Regions from separate parts of the Mus musculus genome. Here regions 1 and 3 are each linked to region 2. Evidence: chromatin contacts called from public promoter capture Hi-C data. All regions are on one chromosome and are shown on one strand. Each heading gives the region's core, a stretch centred on a gene start, on an enhancer-like site or on the middle of the called end of the contact. The rest is flanking DNA. Distances are from core to core; before and after follow the strand shown.

Region 1 (4,451 bases), core at 803-3,302, 1.5 Mb before region 2:
ATTGGTCCCCATCCCATGCCACCCAGGGACCCCAAAACTATCCCAGAGGAGGTTGCTCTACAGACTTTGCCCCCAGACAGCGAGAGTACCACTTGTTGGCCCCTATTCCAGGGATGACCTAATCTGCTCCCAGCTACGGGCTTTGCTGCCATGTTTGTCATCTGTCCTAATAAGGGTGGGGGGAAGAATTCTGCAAGTAAAAGCATGATTACAAATGCACCAAAAATTAGATGAGATATGAAGAATAATGTTCCTTCCAACAGGAATGGAATCCGAAAACTAAAGCAAGTGACAGGGACAGGAGGAATCAGGAAACAGTGGCTGTAAGTGGCATCATGGGGCAGGTGGGGCGTGGGGAATTGAAGTTCTCTAATGTCTAAAATTATGGGAACGGCTTGAGCAACCTTATAAAATTTCCATAGGGTAGAATTTTAAGGGCTCTTAGATATACTTTTAACCTGGCTGTGGTAGTTTACACCGGTAATCCCAGCTACTGTGGAGTCAGAGGCAAGAAGGCTGAGAAATTGAGGGCAGCCTGAGCTATGCTGCTAGAAAAAGTATTTTCTGGAGAATTTGTGATGGTATAGAAAATATTCACGATAAGAGAGTAACTGGAAAATCATGAGAAAAAAAATTACATGTTCCTATGCCAGGGTTTCAGATTTGTCTTAAAATACTGAAAAGGCACTGAGCAATGTCCTGAAAGCACATTGGTTACAAACTTCAGTTTTAGCCTGCAACATCACATTTCTTTTGCATCATCTTTTAAATTTCACAGACCATTTATATATTAGATTAAAGATAAAACTATTTCTGAGACACCAAAAACACTCCGAACTGTTGTGCACAGAAAGGAGAGGAAGCAGAAGCCTCGTCTGTAAAGCCTGGGAGGTGAGAGTCTGGGAAGCCCTGCCCAAGGGTCCACCATACCAGGATTAGAAAGTGAACACAAGCAGGACTGGGATCTAGAGTCCGTGGCCCCACTGTGGCCTCTCTCTGCTTTCTAATTGAAAGGTATGCGTTTTACTATTATGGAATCTGAATGTGTGTTGCTGAAAGAAATTGAAGACTTTAATGAAAAAAGGGAAAAGGTGTGAGAGAAGAAAGAGGAAAGGAAGAGAAGAAGATATAGAAAGAGAGGAAGGAGGGAGAAATGTGGAGGAAAGGGAGGAGACCAGAGGGAGGAAAAAACAAGAGAGAGGAGGGAAGGAGGGAAGGAGGGAAGGATGGTCAAAGGAGAAAGACAACAAAGGAGGCAGGGCAGAGTACAGAGCGGGAGTGAATGAGGGAGGAAGGAAGGAAGGGAGGAAGGAAGGAAGGAAGGAAGGAGGGAAGGAAGGAAGGAAGGAAGGAGGAAGAGAGGGGAATTTTAAACAGTATTTACTAGAAAACCCCAGATTGTTCTTTGGGAAGCAGATGACACTCTAGGGAGGTGCCTGCCCTCTATTCCTCTCATTATGTTGGAGCCCCTCCCCACCCTGTCTCTCCTAGCCCTGGCTGGTCCCCACTCCACTGGGCTACAAGGCACCTGAAGCCTCCTCCCCATCCCGCACAGGCAGCAGGAATAGAGACACACTGACCATGACGATCTCCAGCACTTCATTTTTGCTGATGGTCCCATTGCCGTCTACGTCGTAGAGCGAGAAGGCCCACTCGAGCTTCTGCGTGGGCTTGCCCGCCGTGGTCATGTGCAGAGCAATCACGTACTCCTTGAAGTCCAGCGTACCATCGCTGTTGGCATCGAAGCTGCGGAACACGTGCTGCGCGTAGGCCTTGGGGTCGGAGTCCGGGAAAAACTTGGAATAGATACTTTCGAACTCCTGCCGCGTGATGCGGCCGCTAGGGCACTCCTTCAGGAAGGACTGGTACCAGGCACTCAGCTCCTCCTCTGTGAACTTGGTGTTCAGTTGCAACTCCTCTAGGATCTCCTTGGACAGGGCACCGCTCTTGCTGTTCCCCATGGTGAGGGAGAGTAGGCGCCGCGGGGGGCGGGAGGGACAAGTGTGGTCGCCTGGCTAACAAGGCTGTGTGCTGCTATGGGGTGGAGACCCAGGTGCTGATGGATTAGGGGGGATTTGCGGCCAGGTCTGCCCAGTCCTTGGAGGGAGGAGGGGCACCCTTCTGAGATTAAAATAAAGAGCCAAGAGCAGCCACTTACCTTTCCTGTGCTTGTTGAGAAGAAAGGAACAAGGAGGGACCCTTGAACCAAGCATCCTCGGCATTTAAGCCCCCGAAGAGCCACACTGCTTGCTGTTTGTCTTCCCCATCTGAGGGGCACCCATGGGACCTTATAGTGCAGGAGTTTGGGAGCTTAGGGTCTAAAGGCAGCCCTACCACTTAACCTACACTGCATGGGAGTTTTTCTAATCCTCCCCCAGTCACATTTGGGCCTAGACACTTCACCTTCTCAGCAAGACCTTTTATCCATCACTCTCTGATGGCTCCTTCCTCACCGCTGCTGGGAAACCCCAAACTGTCTGCCAGAATGGAAGTGCCAGATAGGGAAAGATTGTGTTCTGTGGGTTGTTATCTCCACTGCCAGAACAGTACAAAATAGCTCAAACTGGCTGGAAAAGGTGCTGAACACACACGTGCACACACATGTGCACACACACACACACGTGCACACACAGACACAGACACACAATATATATATATATATATATATATATATATATATATATATATATATATACATACATTCATACATACATATATATGCCCACACAGACACATTCACACACATACACCTATTCATACACACATATACACACATTCATACATATGCACATATACACACATACACACATTTACATACACACAGAGACACATATATATACATTCACACACAGACACACACAGACACACAGACACACAGACACACACACACATATTCATAGATGTACACACATATACATGCACACACAGAAACATACACATACATATGCACATATAAACACATATTCATACAGACACATGCACACACATGTACATACACATATATTCATACATATACACATATACACACACACACATTCACACATTTACATATAAACATTTACATGCACACAGATACACATGTACATTCACACAGACACTCACATATACATACACACATATACATGCACACACAGACACTGACACATACATATGCACATATACACACATATACACATGTACATACAAATTCATACATATACACATATACACACATTTACATACACACATTTACATCATGCACACACAGATACACATATATACATTCATTTACACACACACACACACACACACACACACACACAAACACGGCTCCAGACTCACTATAGGCTCACCTAAATGTTTTGAATCTACCACAGTTTAAATGTTTTGACTTTACCACAGTACCACAACATGCCTTATACAACCACAGGAGATTATTTCTCCGGGATTTTGTCCAACGTGAGTGTTCTGAGCGGACAGAGGTGGGTAAGCCTGAGTTACAAAGTTCAGTGTGTTGGATGCGCTCTATACATGTTTACTTATGGTGTGTTCAAGGCAAGACTGGGTCATGGGGACCTGGGTCCGTTGTGAGTCTCTATTATAAGTTAAGCCCTGGTGTTATTGTTCCTAAGTAACAAAGGTAGAATAAAGCTGCCTAGGAGGAGTGAGCAGGCAGACCAGGCAGGTGGCAAGAGACAGAGAGGCCTGTCACATTGGCAATGGTGAATGTGTCATTTGAGTGTAGTCTCAGGGGTTGTAATTTTAGATACATTTTGGTGTTGTGTTTATGTGTTATTCATAGCTGCCCCTGCCATTTCCTTAGAGACTAGAGGACTGTTGGGGTGTATAGTAAGTTTTAGAAAGCAAACCCCACCCCTTCCTTCTGATGCCACCCTATTACCTGGTACTCCATACAATACTGACCTTACACACTGGGATTTCTCTTTTTCAAGGCATCCCCAGGAACTACATACGTATTCCCATCTTCCCCTGCGTTTCTGCCTAGGAATGGGCTGCCTTAGTTCTCTGCTTGTGTTAGTTAGGGTTTCTATTGCTGCCGTGGAGCACCGTGAGCAAAAGCAACTTGAGGAGGAAAATGGTTTGATTGGCTTGCACATCCACAGCACTGTTCACCACTGGAGGAAGTCAGGACAGGAACTCAAGCAGGGCAGGAGCCTGATGCTGAGGCCATGGAGGAGTGCTGCTTACTGGCTTGCTCCGCATGGCTTGGCTCAGCCTGCTTTCTTATAGAACCCAGGGCCACCAGCCCAGGAAGGGCAACATCACCCTTAACGAGCTGGGTCCTCTCCCATCAATCAATAATTAAGAAAATAATCCACAGGATGGCCTACAGCCTGATCTTATAGAGACATTTTCTCAACTGAGGCTTGCCACTCTGATAACTCTAGCTTGTGTCAAGTTGACATGAAAGTAGTCAGTGGATTGCCCTACCCTATAGGGTGGAGGGTGAG
Region 2 (4,088 bases), core at 15-2,514:
AGGGAGGCAAACAAGGGAGGAAGGAGGGAAGGAAGGAAGGAATTAAGATATGTAAGAATCCTCTGACATTTCTATTTTCCCCCAACGTCTTTTTGGGAATATCAATTATCAGATTCATTTTGCCCCTTTCTTCTTAATTGCTCCACTTGTTGTTTAATGCAGCAATGATAAAACACTCTTTATAGACACAAAGATCCATTTTCTAATGCAAACATTTTCATCACAGAACCCCTGGGTCCCAGTTATCGAGCAGTAAATCATTTCAGCTTCCAGGCACTGGTGTTGTCCTGGGCGGGGCTGGGGGGGTGGTTCTTGTTAAGCCAAGCTGCCTTTGATAAGTGCTACTCTGTTAATAGTCCTTGAAGCCTGATGTAAACATTCACTTTACTAAGAAATCCCGCAGTCCCTGGGAGGTAATACAATCGGGGGTGGGGGTGGGGGGGCAGACAGGAGATTCTTGCAGACCGGAAGGCCTCTGGCTGAGTGTCCATTTCCTTTTTACACACACATATCCATTCCTTCGTTCACACACGCATACAAAGACCCAAGTGATTGATTCTGATCACGGAGAAGGATCAAACCTATGAGGAGTGATAATTTTCCAGGTCAGAAGGGGAGCACGCTGCATATTTACAAGCACTTCAGTATATTTAAGAATTGACCTCGGGCCACTCGCATGGAAGACCATTGTCCAGCACAGCTGCCCTTTTGGCAAATGAAGGTGCAGGCAAAGCAAGGTACTGGAGATTATTTTTTACAATAATTTATTATAAATGTCTGAAGAGGAGACATTCGAAGTGATTGCTAGACACGCATGCTTATTTAATTGCAAATTTAAATGAAACAATTAAGCCCTGTGTCACCAACAGGTCGAGTGTCGCTGGAAGCTCATAATTTGAAGGAAAAAAAAAAAGTTCTATCCAACAGCATTCTCCGAAAGTGTTTGAGTTGTTATCTTGGGAAAAAAATTGTATTGCATTCATGGTATTATCCTTGGCGTTGGGATTAACTTTTTAAATTATATATTTAGGACAGAGTAAGAGAACTATTCATTTTGTGTATGGAGGCGTCTGAAGACTTTAATCTGGCCTTAGACAAAAGAATCCCACGCAAGCCTGTGCCTGTAGTCTTCAGAGCACGTCTAGTCTACCAGACCAGCTTGGATGTGAGAGCTTCCACCAGTTTCCCAGCAACAACGACGCGACCCCGCCCCTTCTCAGCCCCTGCCTACCTTATTAACTTAGTGGGGCGGAGCTAGAGTCCAGTGCCCAATATAAGGAGAGCAGAGGCAGGAGGGCCTGGCATCCCCGTCGCTAGGGAAACAGACGCTGCAGCTGGCAACACGCGATGCCCGGCGCCAAGGAGCAGGCAGCGCTGGCGGAGTCTGGGGACGAGGAGCCTGGAGACCCGAGGCTGCGGCTTCTGGGGACTTTTGTGGCTCGGAGCCTGCGTCCGGCCGCGGGCACCTGGGAGCGCTGTGCAGGCACAGCCGAGGCGGGGAGGCTGCTGCAGGCCTTCCTGGATCACAACGCTGCCTCGGATCCGCGGCCACTGCTGGTGGTTCAGTCCGGGCCCGGGGGCCTGGTGGTGACACCCGGTCTAGACGCAGGACCAGAGCCCAGCCGAGCTCGCGCCAAGGGGCTCTTTTTCTTGCGCACTAAGTCCGAGCCTCCGGGAAATCACAGCCTCCGCGGCACGGTGCTCTGCGGGGACCTACCCGCGGTGCCACTGGAGCACCTGGCCCCGCTGCTCTCAGAGGTGAGGGTGGGTGGATGGCCCCTTGCTAGCAGAGGCTCGAAGTCTAAGGGAGGGAAGGGGGAAGAGGGGCGTGTGCATGAGGGGCGGGGTCAAAACCAAAGAGGTGGGGCGACGCTGCAGAGGGATTGGTACGTGGGCGGGGTCACAGGAGGAGTCTGTGGTGGAGTCTGAAAGAAAAAGGGCTGAGATTGGAGCACAGCCTGGGAGGGAGTGGAAGGGCAGGGCTGCCAGTAAACCAAGACCCTGGTTGGTGATCTGCTGGGTGCCAGCTGGGGACAAGTCTGGGTGAAAGCCAGGCCACAATATGAACCAGCTTTGGGTCAGGGGGTTGGTTCAAGAGGAAGTCATAGTGTGAAGAATGCCTGAGTCCTGGCAGCTTTGTAAGTCATCACGCAAGGGCCAAGGACAAGAAAGTGGTGAATTTTGAGTTAAAGTTTGTCTGCTGGATGGGAAGGAGCTGCACTGCTTTAAATAGTATCTACCTTTGCAAAGAAGTTTAGAAGGAGGCGATTTGGTTTTGATTTTAATGTCCTTCATTTACCATGCAAACATTTATGGAACTGCCTTGGGCTGGCAGCAGTTGGGTATCTTTTGGTCAGCAGGCATTGGGAAGAATCTGTCCCACCTCTGGGAAAAGAGATACAGGTGGAGCCTCTGGGCCTTCAGAGCTCAGAGGATTTTCGCAATGGTAGTTAGATGAGAATCTTGAACCCATTAGACCTTCCCAAAGGAAGAAAGCTTTCCTGGTAGTTGAGTTGAGCACATGTGCTTCTAGAGGCTGGCCCTCTCTAGGTCTAGCCAGTTGTGAAAGGAGTGTGTGCAGATACTAGCTGTGTGGCGTTCTGTATGCTTAGTGCCCTGGAAACGGCACAGAAATGGAAAATAAATTCCCATCCATGAGATGCTTCCCAAACACACTCATCAGATCATGCGTTCAACGTATTTGAAACTGAAGACAGTGAGGGTGAACACTTCTCTAAAACTTTGGCCCTAGTGGTAAAGCCAGGACATGACTCTTCCTTGCTACATCTAATGTTAGCTCCCTAGTTGCTGTGAAAGGGGAAATCCCGAGGAGGAATAGGATGGATGGGCAAGCATTCAGAGTCTGGGGAAGCTAGGCTAGCATTAAGTGCTTTAATGGTTTTAAATTGAATAGTCTTATTACTGTGTTATGTTTGAATACCACCTGTACAGAAGTCCATCTGTAGGTCATGTCCCTGGTAAAGGATGATAGGAAATTGTCCTTGGCTTCAGAGGAAAGACAGATCCATGTAGTCTCAGGGGCTGCGGTAATCTTAGTGTTACATTGAGTTCTGATAAGGGAGAGGCAGTTAAGGGTACATAATGTTCTTGCAAAAGACCCATATCAGGAAGCTCACAACCACCTGTAGCTCCAGATCTGGGGGATTTGATGCCCTCTTCTAAACTCTATGACTATCTGAAGTCATATGTACATATACACTTATATAGGCACACATGGATATGTAGCCTTAAAAAATAAAATAAAATAAAAATAAAATAAAATGATTTTTTTAAAGGCTTAGAGACAGACACAAACTAGTCTGTGAAGAGGGTTGAGCACAACTCAGGACTACATAATCAAGGAAATCCAGCCCAGAAATCAACAGTAACTTTAGGAGCTGGAGAAATGACTTCCAGCTTATGAAACCACACTTCCATGGGAGCAGAGTTTGGTTCACAATACTCAAGTCAGGAAGTTCACAGCAGCCTCCAACTCCAGCTCTAGGAGATCTGACACCTTCTGTGTCCCATGGAAACCTACACACATGTGGCATACATGCACATAGACCATACATATATACATAAAATAGACAGTTTAAGAGATTTTCTCTTTCTCTCTCTCTCTCTCTCTCTCTCTCTCTCTCTCTCTCTCTCTCTCTCTCTCTCTTTCTTTTTTTCTTTTTTCTTTATCTATGTTTTGAGATAGATAATGTAGCCTCATGTAGCCCAGGCCAGGGTCTGACTTGCTATGTAGTAAGGATGACCTTTAACCCCCAATCCTCTCACCTCCACCTCCCAAGAGATGAGAGTACAGGTATGTAGCACAAAAATCCATGGGTTTTGTTTTTTGTTTTTTGTTTTTGTTTGTTTATTTGTTTGTTTTTGTTTTTGTAATTTAGATTGAAGACAAAAGGATACAGTTAAGGAGTAAATGAATGAATGATGTGGCACTTAAACAGTGAAATACTGATAGAGAATACTCTTTAAAAGTATTATTTTTATTTTTTAAAAAAGCAACAACATAAAATCCTTCCACCCAGGAGTTCCTAACCACACAATACAATGCTGTCAGGCATAAACACCAAGTA
Region 3 (4,237 bases), core at 39-2,538, 1.6 Mb before region 2:
TGTCCCAGTCTCCTGCTTCAGAGCTGAGGGAAGGACATCTACCATACAGGGCTGTTTCAAGGACAGACTGAGATAAGGGCTGCAACTTGTTATGGGCCATGATTGTGACAGATCTGGAGGTGATCTAATGATGCTAAGGGCTGTGTGTGTGTGTGTGTGTGTGTGTGTGTGTGTGTGTTTGCTTTTTTTGTTTGTTTGTTTGTTTGAAATAGAATCCTCTGTTTCAAGAGGCATTAAAAGCACAAGAGAGACTCAGCATTGGAGGAACTGGGGTAATGGCTCAGTGTTGAAGAGAGTTTGCTGCTCTTTCTTGTATAGGCATTAGCTTTGGTTTCCAGAACAAGTCAGGGGTCTCACAACTGCCTGCAACTCTAGATGCTGGGGATCTGATGCCTTCTTCTGGTCTCTGTGCGTACAGAGACACACATACAGACACACAATCTCATGCACTTTGAAAATTAAGGTACATAAACACACACATTAAAAACTTAAAGCAGTGTATGGCGGCACACACCTTTAATCCCAGCATTGGAAGGCAGATTTATCTTTGTGAGTTTGGGATCAGCCTGATCTACATTCCAGGCCAGCCAAGGCTACAAAGTTAGACCCCGTCCCAAGTAACAACAACAACAACAACAACAACAATAACAACAGCAACTTTTAGAGTGAGAAAGGAATCTTAGGGATGAAGCTTAGAGGAGGATAGTGGCCACCTTTGATTCTTGAGGAACTGAGACAAGCGGCAAGTGGGTGAACACTTGTACTTAATAAAGAGTACGTCAGGCACATTCTCCATAAGCACCTCCATGGCTCCCATTTTATAGATGAGAAGATTGAGACTCAGAGGTAAAGGACTTGCTTAAGATTACATAGACAGTCCGTGGCAGACCCAAGATTCAGATCCAAGCAGTCTGACTTGGAGCCCCTTCTCAGGGCCATCCTGCTCCTGTTGGCCCAGGGACACACAGACTCACTCACCTGTGCTGTTGAGGCTTTCCTCACAGGACTGCCAAAGCCCCGCATGGAACCTGCGTTGGATAAACTTGTCGTCCCCTGTCTCCCAGATGTACTGGACAGCCTGGCTGTCATCGTGCTTACTGCCCGTGCTGCTGCTGGACCGGCTGAAGTGAATGCAGTTCAAGCCCCCGAGGAGATCCTGGCATAGAGGTTTTGTCATTCGTCGGATCCCCTCGCACCAGTGGCTGCTGCCCATGGCTGTGAGGGAGAAGGCAAGGGCCAGGCAGATGGGGAGGAGGGTCAGCATCCGCTGCCACCTCGCCCTGTCCATGGCAGAATGAAGCTCCCAGTGCCAGCGTGAGCGAGGGGCCCCCTCCTCTCTACTGTATCACGGTATCCACCCCCAGCCCTGCCATCTGGCATCCTGACACAGCTTCTTCCTGGTCCCCTGGCGGGAACCTGTGTATATTCCAGCATATAGCATCTGTGTAAGTACCATGGCCAGAGCTATTCTCCTAGGAAGAGGTTCGGAGTGGGCCTTTCCATCCACTCTGGGATGAGTATGTGCAGGGGACATTGGTCCATTTTAGAAGCCAGTGGTAAAAGAGGTATACCATAACATTTACCGCTGTAACCATCCAGTGTATGGTTCAGTGGCAGTAGACATGGTCACATTGCTTGGAAACATTCACCTCCATCTCCAAAACTCCTTTCAGCTTGCAAAGTCAAAGCTCTGTCACCATTAAACAACTCTCCACTCCCTGTCCTCCCAGGCCCTGGAAGCCTCCACTGTCCTTATTGTCTTGGAATTCTACAAGAAACCTCATAGGAAAGCAACACTGCATTATTTGTGCTTAAGCGTCCACTTTATTTTCCATAGTACAGATGTCCTCAAACCTCATCCTGCTTTGGTATATGCCAAAAACTCTTGACTCTTTGCAAGGAGGAATAGTATTCCCCTGTGTTTATGACAGTACACCTTGGTTCTCTGCTTATCCCTTGATGCCTGGGTTGCTTCCTTTGACAATTGTAGAGAAGGATGTTGGTTTTGAGTGAAGGCCAAGACTATCTTGGTGTCTTGATGCTGCCTCCCCGGCCCCCACCAACTCTACTCTTTCTTTTGGAACTAAGATGATCCCTTGGTGGTAGGTTCCAGAAGCATGAAATGCTCGCTTTCTAAAAAAAAAAAACAAACTATTAGCTTACAAATAACTAGGTTTCATAATGGTATTTTAAATGTAATGTACTGTGTTGTTTCTCTCTCCTCTTCTTCCCCATTCCCCCTCCTTCTGCCTTCCCACCCCCAGCTTCTTTCCCATCTACCCCCTTCTTCTCTCCCACCCCCAGGCACCCCCTTTTGACTTTCATGACACACGTGCTCTTCTGTACTTTCCCTCCACTCTCCTAATGCCTCTTGTGTCCTCTCGTAGCCCGCCATCCAGTTGGGTAGCCCATGTGTGCTCTCACTAACCTTTATCTGCACACGTAAATGTTAGAAGTTGGGATCCGCCTATGAGACTGAAGATACAAGAAACATGGAAGCTTGGGGAAATTTCTGGGTCTGTTGCTTAGCCCAGAGACCGAGAGAAGCAAGACTCGGGCAGTTTGCTTCAAAGCCTATGTATTGTGCAGAGTGGGAAGGGACATGTGCCCAATTGGCTGTGGAAATTAGCACCATCTAGGACAGTCAAAGCCCTTGGACCATCACCCACATCCTCACTGAATGGGTCCTATGCAGGAGTAGCAATGTCGAAGACCCTTTAGGGAGAAGAAGGCTAAGCTCCACCCCTTGGTAGCCAAGTCTAGAGTAGGGTCGGGAAGGAGTGTGAAACCTCCCAAGAAATTCATCTTTTATTTATCTTTTGTTTATTTAGTCTCCAGGAATAAACCAAAAACTAAACTGTTTTTAGGATGGGGAAAGAAAAGGCAATTAGAGACTCCAGGAAAAGTCAAAATTTACATAAGAAATTCAATAACCCTGAAGCCAGGAAGGAGCAGAGAGAGGAAAGAGTCTATGTGGCCCCAGCCGATCACGGGCTCCTCATTAAGTGCTGAGCAGTCCTGGAGGTGGCCAGATGTAAGCATGCAGTGACATTTGTGTTTGTCTCTCTCCATCTGTTCTTCCCTGCTGGCGAGGCTGGAGGACCTGTGTTCTGTACTCCACATACAGCTCTCACAAACAGGTTTACCGCATTTTGACACTAGATGGCATCCGTCCAACGGGTAGCAGGTCGTGAAGCTGACCAAGGCAAGTCCTTTCAGGGGGAAGAAAATCAGGAAAAAAAAAAAAATTTTAGAAGCATTTCAAGAAGCAAGATGGAATATTTGTACAAAACAGGTGCTTTCTCCCCCACCATGCGACCCGGGAGCTCCCCACTGATATGGACAGAATAGCTTTACAGCCACATTCAAAACACACACACACACACACACACACACACACACACACACACACACACACACACATGTTTTCTTCCCTCCCTCCACTTCCTCCCATTCTCTGTGGTCCCAAAGAGATGACCATATTGACTGTAGAAATCACACCACCATAAAAGCCCATCTGGGAGCCATTTCCAGACTGATCTTTTTATCATTAAGGTTTGAATTCTTGCCACGTGTGGGTTTTAAGGTTTTTAGGGATTTTTATCTAGCGGCACTCACCTGCTTCCCTGTGAATGTTCAGAATTCACTGGGCTTGGTCAGCTAATGGAAATGATCTATGGTTTGACTTAAATGTGAAAGGAAAAAAAAGAAGGGGGAAAAGGAGGGAGGGAGAAAGAGGGGAAGGGAAAACTGCCTTTTATGCCTACTGCTACTCTAACATTTTGTCTCTCACCTTCCACTTGGTTCTTCAATGGAAAGACTGGATAGAAAGCTGGGAGCCAGCCAGGGATAGGAGGAGTGTGTGTGTGTGTGTGTGGGGGGGTGGGCAGCAAGCAGAGCCTTAGAGACAGAGAAGAGCCTGCTAGAGATCATGAGCTTTCTTTGAGACCCCTAGTGCTAACAGGAATAGTTCCTAACCAGGTAGCTGTGGTCACGTGACTCGGCTGGAAGGCCTGGCTTTGTCTTTTTGCTTGCTGTGCAGCCTTGAACAAACACCCTGGCCTCTTTGAACCCCACTATTTCTCAGCCCTCAGATGAAGAAGTAATGGTACCTTGGAGGATACTGATGGGTTCAAGTGAACTAGGGCAGAGGGTGGAAGGTTTTGTAACCATAAACTGAAGTGGGGTGTTGGTTAGTAAGTAGCCATGAATACCATAAAAATATCTGTCAGGTGGC

The links. Promoter capture Hi-C pulls out the DNA fragments that hold promoters and counts their contacts.
Region 1: a contact with region 2 is called in a promoter capture Hi-C map of stem cell-derived epiblast-like cells, with 5 times the contacts expected there. The contact joins the promoter of Rcvrn here to the promoter of Dnah9 in region 2. A contact is called at or near these places in 4 of 39 promoter capture datasets (hippocampal neurons, liver and stem cell-derived epiblast-like cells).
Region 3: a contact with region 2 is called in a promoter capture Hi-C map of liver, with 3 times the contacts expected there. The contact joins the promoter of Gsg1l2 here to the promoter of Dnah9 in region 2. A contact is called at or near these places in 2 of 39 promoter capture datasets (embryonic stem cells and liver).

What each region holds. Positions count from the first base shown.
Region 1 is chr11:67,692,927-67,697,377 of GRCm38.p6, reverse strand. It overlaps Rcvrn (recoverin), which reads right to left and starts at 2,052. Exons shown (of 3, transcript NM_009038.2): 1 at 1,581-2,052. The coding sequence starts at 1,961. It also overlaps a transcript of Glp2r not described here.
Region 2 is chr11:66,165,727-66,169,814 of GRCm38.p6, reverse strand. It overlaps Dnah9 (dynein, axonemal, heavy chain 9), which reads left to right and starts at 1,264. Exons shown (of 69, transcript NM_001099633.1): 1 at 1,264-1,758. The coding sequence starts at 1,348. It overlaps Gm12296 (predicted gene 12296), which reads right to left and starts at 1,780. Exons shown (of 3, transcript NR_153847.1): 1 at 1,232-1,780.
Region 3 is chr11:67,771,659-67,775,895 of GRCm38.p6, reverse strand. Gsg1l2 (GSG1-like 2) reads right to left here and starts at 1,288. Exons shown (of 5, transcript NM_001347057.1): 1 at 979-1,288. The coding sequence starts at 1,288.